3 separate regions of the Mus musculus genome follow, and all the other regions are linked to region 1. A link is a contact called in public Micro-C data. All regions are on one chromosome and are shown on one strand. Each heading gives the region's core, a stretch centred on a gene start, on an enhancer-like site or on the middle of the called end of the contact. The rest is flanking DNA. Distances are from core to core; before and after follow the strand shown. Region 1 overlaps Cnnm2 (cyclin M2). Region 2 has its middle 27 kb from the start of Trim8. Region 3 overlaps Sh3pxd2a (SH3 and PX domains 2A).

Evidence for each region. A called contact is a pair of places that touch in the nucleus more often than the background predicts.
Region 2: a Micro-C map of embryonic stem cells shows a contact between it and region 1, with 3 times the contacts expected there. The contact joins two enhancer-like sites. A contact is called at or near these places in 1 of 15 datasets of contacts at CTCF or cohesin (the NIH/3T3 cell line) and 3 of 484 Hi-C or Micro-C datasets (all in embryonic stem cells).
Region 3: a contact with region 1 is called in a Micro-C map of embryonic stem cells, with 3 times the contacts expected there. The contact joins two enhancer-like sites. A contact is called at or near these places in 1 of 484 Hi-C or Micro-C datasets (embryonic stem cells) and 1 of 115 datasets of contacts at active chromatin or transcription factors (microglia).

The regions. Positions count from the first base shown.
Region 1 is chr19:46,834,889-46,837,588 of GRCm38.p6, forward strand. All of the region lies in intron 1 of Cnnm2 (cyclin M2), which reads left to right. Among named protein-coding and RNA genes, the nearest start is that of Cnnm2, 75 kb to the left of the region's middle. Within about 2 kb of position 1,398, at least 17 of the 459 cell types and tissues checked have an H3K27ac peak or open chromatin away from gene starts, as enhancers often do. A contact at or near this core is called in embryonic stem cells, where this site is marked.
Region 2 is chr19:46,527,405-46,530,362 of GRCm38.p6, forward strand. No RefSeq gene overlaps it. Among named protein-coding and RNA genes, the nearest start is that of Trim8, 27 kb to the left of the region's middle. Within about 2 kb of position 1,692, at least 207 of the 459 cell types and tissues checked have an H3K27ac peak or open chromatin away from gene starts, as enhancers often do. A contact at or near this core is called in embryonic stem cells, where this site is marked.
Region 3 is chr19:47,327,338-47,330,320 of GRCm38.p6, forward strand. All of the region lies in intron 6 of Sh3pxd2a (SH3 and PX domains 2A), which reads right to left. Among named protein-coding and RNA genes, the nearest start is that of Gm29834, 42 kb to the left of the region's middle. Within about 2 kb of position 1,389, at least 87 of the 459 cell types and tissues checked have an H3K27ac peak or open chromatin away from gene starts, as enhancers often do. A contact at or near this core is called in embryonic stem cells, where this site is marked.

The DNA of each region.
Region 1 (2,700 bases), core at 148-2,647:
TGACTGTTGGGGTTCAGTGCACATCAATTCCTAATCAAAATAAGCATGTTACCTTTTATGATTGCACACAATAGAGTGTAGAAGCGCAAGTCTCCATGTTGTTCTTATGGAGCTTACTCTGAAGGACACAACTTGTCAATTTAAACCACAATACCATTGGCTTTTTCCTATAGTTTTTTTTTAATTGGTTATTTTATTTATTTACATTTCAAGTGTCATCTTTCCCAGTTTCCCCTCCGCAAACCCCCTACCATACTCCCCTACCCCTGCCTCAATGAGGGTGTTCCCCCACCCACCTGCCCACTCCTGCCTCACCGCCCTAGCATCCCCCTACGCTGGGGCATTGGACCTCCACAGGACCAAGAGCTTCCCCTCCCATTGATGCCAGATAAGGCAATCCTCTACTACATATGCAGTTGAATATTAGCCCCAAAACACGGAATACCCATGATATAACTCACAGACCATATGAAGCTCAAGAAAAAGGAAGATCAAAGTGTGGATGCTTCAGTCCTTAGAAGGGAAAACAAAATATTTACGGGATGTAGAGGGAGGGAGGGAGAGATCTGAGAGGGAGAGAGGAAGATGGGGGGAAGGGGGCAGGATCACGTGTGGGAGGAGACTGGGGGAGAAGTACAGAGGGTCATGAAACTGAATGGAGGTGTGTAGCAGTGGGGGTGGGGAACTGGGAGTAGCCACTAGAAAGTCCCAGATAACAGGGATGTAAGAGGTTCCCAGGACCCAACGGGGATGACATTAGCCTAAATACCCAATAACGGGGAGATAGAGATAGAATCTGTAGAGACCATAGCCAGTGGTTAGGCAGGGCCCCCAGTTGAGGGATGGGGCCACCCACTCATCTCAAAACTATTAACCAAGAATTGCTCCTGTCTCAAGGAAATGCTGGGACAAAGAGTGGAGCAGAGACTGAGGGAAAGGCCATCCAGAGACTGCCCCACCTAGTTTTTCTAAGAATGTACAAATAACACAGATGGGAACATTCCCTGAATAATATAGATTTTTCTTACTACAAGTAGGGTAGTTTCCATAACCACTTATTACTTACTGTTTTGTTCCTTAAGAGTTAAAGTTCTTCCATAACATAGATGTACTAGTACTTTTTAGACCAGGCTTCTATTGGTGAACACGGGGATATGTATGTGTGTGCATGTTATATGTGTGCACACTCACATGCATGTGTGCATATACGTGTATTAAATATAACCCATTCAGTCTGTATAGAATTGCTTGCATCTATGTTTTCAGGGCTGGCTGTTTGGTATTGGCTAACCAATGGTAAGCTCTTCCCTGGGAAGGCTGTTTCTCCCACTCTCAGCATTCCTTAGTTGTCTGTAGTTCTTTGTCTAGGTTTGAGGCCTTGTGCCCTTGACCCCTTTCACATTAGCATGTCTTTTGGAGTCATTCAAGTTCAGATCCTGTTTAGCCAACCATGTGGATGAGACATCCTGGGTGTAGCTTCTCTGACATTTCTAGGAGATACAGTCTCACAGCAAGCCTCCTGTTGCTTTAACACTGACCGTCTTTTCATGCCCTCTTCCACAGTGACCCCTGAGCCTTCCGTGCAGGGGCTGTGCTGTGGATGGATGAATCCGTTGGGACTGGGGTCCACAACTCTGTGTTTTGATCAGTTATGATTTGTGTAGTGGTCTATCTGTTGCAGAGGGAAGCTTCCTTGATGAGGGGCGAGGACTACACTCTAGGTTGTCTTCTGATCCGCACACATATGCTACAGCATGTGCTTCCCTGCTTTCACGCTTGTGAACATGCACCACATACTATAATAGGCAAATAAAAAAAGTTAAAAAATTGAGTGGGAGGAGATGGCTCAGCTGTAAAAGCATTTACGTTGTTCAACTCTGCCAGCCTGAGTCTGATGCCCAGGGCAGATAGAGCTGGCTCCTGCTGTGGCAGAACTGGTAAAATCATTTGGAGGAGGAAAGACTTGCTATGGCTCAAGGTTTGGGGGGGGTCTCAGCCAGGGGATACTTGGTCCCATTTCCCCTGGGCTTCTGGTGACAGAACATAGCTGGGGCTTCCTCACTGTCATCAGGAAGCACAGAGAGAGCAGGAGGAAGGGGCCAAGGACAAGATGTTGCTTTAGAGTACATACTGTTGGCGCTGGGGGCTGCCAGTGGTTAAGAGTGCTTTCTGTTTATCCAGACAACCTGAATTTGGTTTCCAACACTCACATTGGGTGGCTCGAGACCACCTGTAACTCCAGCTCCAAGGGACCTGACCCTCTCTTCTGACGTGGAGGGCACTTGAATACATGTGCATACATGTGAGATATACATACATGCACAGAGGATTAAATACAAAAAATTTAAACCCTGATATGCAGATTTTTTTTTTTTTAGACTCAACACTTGTTATCCAGAGGGCAGGAAAATCTGTAAGTTCGGAACCAGCTAGGGCTGTATTTGAGAGCCCATCTTTTAAGCGTGTGTCCGGGGCGGGCGGAGGGGGGCAGCATGCATGCACTTGTGCACTCTTTAAGTAAGATCCCTGTCTTGTTTCCACCAACTCCCAATAACCCATCTTCAAATTATGATGTCACCTAGTGGGTTGGTCCAACAGTGAGGTCAGCATACTCGGGATCTAGTCACTTCCCCAAAGCCCGTCTCTGCACACTGCTGCATCAGGGACCATGCCTTCAACATGGGATATTTAATATCCCAA
Region 2 (2,958 bases), core at 442-2,941, 310 kb before region 1:
CACCCTCTGTTGTGGGTAAGGAGGGACCCTAGGAGTAGATGAAGGGGTGAGCAAGACCATAGCCCTCTAAGCCTGTCACCTTTCATGAGTGTCCCCATTAGACTTCTGAGTTTTTGAGATGGGGTTTCAAGTAGCCCAGGCTGCCCTTCCAAAGGCTAGCATTTTCTCTGGGCAGCTTCCAGCAAGAGGACTCAGTAGTAGGCAGTAGGTGACTGCAAGTGTCCCTGGCAGCCCTAATGTTCTTGACGGCTCCCTCCTTTTTGCCATCCATGGGGCTGAACCTATGCAAAGGAAGGAAAGAGATGTGCAACTGTGCTTTTGTGATGAGAGGACCTGAGGCCCTGGGGACTGGGAGTCCGGGAAGAGCAGGCAGTGCTAGCCTAGGGGACAACTGGTGCAGAGGGCTGTGGGAGGCAGCTGCTGAACAGGCAGGAGGTGAGGGCTGGGACTGAAGTGGGCTGTGGTACTGTTTCTTTGTTTTTTGTTTTTTTTTTTTTTTTTTTTTTTTCCTTTAGAGACAGCAGGGGACCTAGGTTTCTGGCTCCACCAATCCTTACAGGAGCTGTGATGCTGGCAAATTCCTTAGCTGAGGCAAAGGCCTCTCTGTTTCTTCCACTGCAAAGTGGGCTTAGTGCTGCCTAGTTACGCAGGAGGTGCATGGGGCTAGGGGTAAGGTGAGGCGGGTGGCTGCTGCTGCTGCAGCAATGGCGGTGGTGGTGGTTTTCATATCACCTGGTGGTGGTGTTTTTTTTCTGAAAACAGCCCTCCCTTGAGGAAACCTAACCTCCAAAAGGGCAAAGCTGCTTAGGCCCTCTTGGAGTTCCAGCAGAGATCACAATCCACTCCAAGACCGCCTTCGTTGCAGCTACATTTTATTTGTTGCGTTTTTTTGACAGACGTCTAAATTATACATTGAGCTTTCCACGTGACCAAACACCGCGTCCCTTCCTTTGATTATCATTTTCAAAAGGGACTAAAAAAAAAAAAAAAAAAGAACCTTCCGATGGATCACACCGAACCCCGAAACCACATGGAGAGCAGAGCTAAAAATAAAGGAAGAAGCATCCCGAAAAGGAGAGGGAGGGGGGAATCAAAGCGCACTGTGGAAGGGAATGGAGACACTGGGCCTGGTGAGGGTGACATGGTGTCACTCTCTCCAGGCCCAGGCCGGATAAGGAGCGGCCAACAGTGAGGGTGGGGCACGGACTGGCATAAAAATAGCCACCACTTTAGTCCGGAGGGGAATAAAGAAATCGTCAGAGACAGGGGACAGAGGGAGGGAGGGAAGTGTGGGGGAGGGCTTCGGTAAGACTGTCCTTCTGCAGCATCTCAGGCTGTGGACTTTTCTACCGGGCAGAGCGAACCACCGGCATAATCGCTGACTTTCAGCTGTGCACCGACATGTTCCCCAGCTCAGCCCCACATCAATGACACCCTTGTTTCCATAGTAACCAAGGGAGAGCGAAGGGGAAAGGGTGTATTGCACTGGGCGAAGGGAATCCAGCCAAAAGGAGCCACACAGGGAGGGTGAGAGCAGGGCTCGGTTTTTCCCACAACTGCTTGGAGTATACACTGTGGACTTTGCCTGCCCTCTGGCCTCGGCCCTCGCCCCCTGAACATTCAGAAGCAATGGTGCGCAGAGCAAAAGTCTTACCAGGGCTCACTGGGATGGGGGGGGAGGCACAGGGGCGGAGCATGCCCTTTCTAGCTTCAGACTCTGTTCTCTGGCCATGGCCACAGGGGGCAGGGGTGGCACGGCAGAAGGAAACGGGACTTTACAAGCATTCTGGTTTTACAAATGGGAGCTTTCAAACTGCAGTTTTCAGGCTCCATTCATTTATCCCCGGAGCCCCCGGAGGGTTCAACAGGGCTCACAGGGAAGATAAAAGCCTGTGACAACCACAGTTGTCTCTGGTGTCTCTAGCTGGGAAGCAAATGCGGACATTTACAGAGACAGCGATCAGAGCAGGGCAAGTCGCTCTGCCTATGAGCTGGAGCCGGGGGGTGGGGGTATGGGTGGGGGTCGGGGCTGTTTAGAACAGTTCCTTTAGTTGGTGGTAAGAGACCAAAAATGCATTACAACTCAAGCTCTTCCAAAGTCAGAGAGAGTCCCCTGGTGCAGCATTCCAAAACTGGACTTCAAAGCAGGCTTCCAGCCCCCCAGACAACATCCTGAAGCATATTTGTAAGGAAAAGCAAGTCTCAAGGGCCAAAGCTACATCTGGTGGCCTGAGATGGGGCATTTCCGATGCTTTATAGCTGTTTGCCACCCTTCAAAGCTAGAGGGATTCGGGTGAGTTAGAGAAGTCGATGGGAGAGGCGGCGGGCTAACTAGCTGAGGTTTAAAAACCTCACCTTCTTTTGTCTTGCAAGTCTTTACAGGCCCGTGCCTGTGCACTGCTACCCCACACCTCTCCCCAGCCTTTGTTGATAGCTTTCCTCCTGGCCACCTTTCAAACTGTCCAAGTTTCTCCCTCTCCAGAGTCCAGAATAAGCTGGGTACCATGGAGCAGGGACTTCTGTGGCACTTCCTGTCTTTGCCACCACACCGTGGTGGGCTTGGAAAGGGCCACCTCCCAGGATGAGAAGGCAGCTGGCCTCCCTGGCCCTACCAGGCATTGGATAGCCTCTTATTTATCCTCTGAAAAGCCCTGAGCTCTTGCCCAGAACAGTTGAATTCAGGAGCAGGCTATGCCCTGGTCTGCTTTCAGGGTTTGAGGCTGGGATTTCTGAGGGCTCAGGCAAACTCCTTTGGCAGTGGGGGAACGAATGGGAGGGGGGTACCATCCCTTCTGATCAGACCACAACAGGGTTGCTGGAAAGGGGTAGAAGAGCGCAGCATGGGACGAGTGGCTTTGGGGGGGGGGGAGGGGCCCAGCCCATGCTCTCAGCCTGCAGCAGATCCTTCCCACACCGTCTAGTTGCCAGCTCTGTAAGAATTGATCTCTTCTCAGAATC
Region 3 (2,983 bases), core at 139-2,638, 490 kb after region 1:
GAGGGAGAGGGAGAGGGAGAGAGAGCACTACTTGCTTAAGATTCAGGTAGATGGCAGCACTCTTCACTCAACCCGAGGGAGGTGGGACAAGAACAAGATGCTGAACATGTAATATACAGCTTCCTACTGAATCCTGACAGTAATTGATCTGCCTTCTGCAGAGGAGGGAACTGAGGCTCAGGGGAGTTAAGGTCCTTTCCCAAGACCCCACTGCAAGGAAGAGATGGTGTCAGAGTTGAGCCCAAGCAAGCAGACCAGGAATTGGGAACAAAGGGGGCCTAATGGAGACATCATTTTCTGGTCTTCCCCTCTGGCCTTATTTATTTCTGCTGCGTTCCTCTCTGTAAAAGCAACCAGGTTCCCACATTTTGCCTGCAGCTACAAAGGTCTTCTTCCCCCAGAGTCTTGCCTTTCCCAGAATCCAGGGTACACATGGGACAGCCCAACCTAAGGCAGGAATGTACTGAACCCTGTAGCCTGAGCGGCTGAAAGAAAAACAGGCGGATTGTCTGCTCAGGTGGGGAGATGGGGGAATCCACAGCTTTTAAAGGACCAAGAAAAGGATGCCTTCCCAAGCCAGGGCTTGGACCAGGACAGTTCAGCCTAGGGGATTCAAGGAAAGCAACCATCGGGACCACTCAGCTGTCCCGGGAAAGGGAGGGGCCTCAGCACACCAGAAGCGTTTAAAGACAGGTGGCCACATTGGGAGATGTGTGGGCAGACAGAGGAGCACTTAGTGGGGAAGTGGGTGGGCGGGGCTAAGCATCTGCTCCCAGCAGCTGCAGCTTGACCCCCACAGCCCCTTGGGTGTGGCCTCCCCCTCAGCTCTCAAGTCCTCACCTTTCCTGGAGCTCGGTTGTTTGTGTGCAGCAGAGAAGAAATAAACTCAAGGCTGAGAATCCCAGCATCCCAGCCCCTCCCTCCACCGGGTGGTCTGCCTTGGTGGTCCACCCCACTCACTGAGAGGTCTCCCTGAGGCTATCTACCCACATCTCTGAGCAGTCCCCACCTAGGGCACTGTGTGTGCTCACACACAGAGAGAAGCAGCCATCCCTGAGCAGCCCCCACCTAGGGCATTGTGTGTGCTCACACACAGAGAGAAGCAGCCATCCCTGAGCAGCCCTCACCTAGGGCATTGTGTGTGCTCACACACACACAGAAGCAGCCATCTCTGAGCAGCCCCCACCTAGGGCACTGTGTGTGCTCACACACAGAGAGAAGCAGCCATCCCTGAGCAGCCCTCACCTAGGGCATTGTGTGTGCTCACACACACAGAGGCAGCACAGAAACAGGCCAGTGACTTCAATAAATCAGTCATCCAGCCACTGCAGGCCTATAGTCCTGGATCCACCCACCCCTTGGCTACTCCTTCAGAAGCCAAAAGGGAGGAGGGAAGGGCTGTAGGGAGGAGTCAAGGGCAGCATGCTCACTCAGGACGGACGTTCCCATCCAGGACAATCCAGAGTAGAACATCCCGTCTCTCACTCAGGACTCTGGCTATCAGATCATCAAAGAATCAACGGCCAGCTATTTAGTGAGCACGGTCCACATGCACTGCCGGGGCCCTTCTGCTGATCCAGCTCCACTGGGTATCCTCAGCACAGGAGGACACACACACACACAGTATGTCCACAGGAGGACACACACACAGTATGTATACCCCACTGAGTGATACTGTCTGCCCTGGAAGCCCCCGGCTTGAGGCAGTCTGGCACCCTTGGCTACCTCCCTGATTCCGTCCAGGCCACCTCTACAGGGTGTCCTTCTTCTACTCTCAGGCTCACTGAGGTAGCCTGGGAGAGGTCAGTCAGGGAGTTCCCCAAAGACCTTACGGTAACAGGGCTCACAGGCTGCAGGGGCCAGGTAAGGGCTCTTCTCTGCACTGAAATTGGGGATACCCATTTCTTAACCCAATATTTTTTAATTGCTTATTTGGAAATTTCCCATAATGCACCCCAATCACATGATCACACTCATTTCCTACTCCTCCCAGGTCCATCCCCTCCACTCTTGTGACCTCCCCAAAACAAAAGAAGAAGAAAAAGTACACTGAGTACTACCCATATTCTTGCAGGAGCATGGTCAAACTCCCAGTGGCCAGCCCCTTAAAGAAAACTGGGTTCCTCCTACCCCTGCCAGAAGGTCCCAACTGTGAAGAGCTACATTTCAGCACCCCACACAATTTTTAAGACTTCTCTTCAATGGCTTCCTGTCTAGACCTTTTTTTTTTTTGGGTGGAGGGAGAAGGGTTGTCACAAAAACCTTTGGTGGAGGACTAGCAGCAGAATATCCATTTTTTTGTTTGTTTGTTTTGTTTTGTTTTTTTGTTTTTTGAGACAGGGTTTCTCTGTGTAGCCCTGGCTGTCCTGGAACTCACTTTGTAGACCAGGCTGGCCTCAAACTCAGAAATCCGCCTGCCTCTGCCTCCCGAGTGCTGGGATTAAAGGCGTGCGCCACCACGCCCGGCTTGCATTTTTTAAAGGTTGGTCTATCTCACCTACCTTTGCCCTGTACTGTTCACTGTTTTAACCACCTCCAGAACACCCGCTAGGATTATAATCTTAGCAAATATTTGGCACATAATAGATGTTGAATAAAAACATGCTAAGCTAGGCTAGATACATATCCTAGTGTTAGAACACTTGTCTAGAATGTATAAAGGCCCTGGGTTCCAATCTTAGCATACACACTCAAAGTGTTGTGTGTCTCCAGTTAGTCTTGAATTTCCTTTTGTCTTAACCCTGACTACGATTCTATCACACTGGAAACACTCAAGTGTCCAGTTTAACCTCAGTGGATGAAAGGGGCAGGAGCCTTCTTTGGTCTTCACTCCATTGGTTTCAAGGGAACCAAGGCTCATTTGATGCCTGTGGCCCTAATCTTAATCTAGCCTAGGGATTATCAACTTGTGGGTTGAGACCCCTTTGGGGGTGTGTGTCACATATCAGAAGTTTATATTACAGTTCATAACAGTAAACAGTAG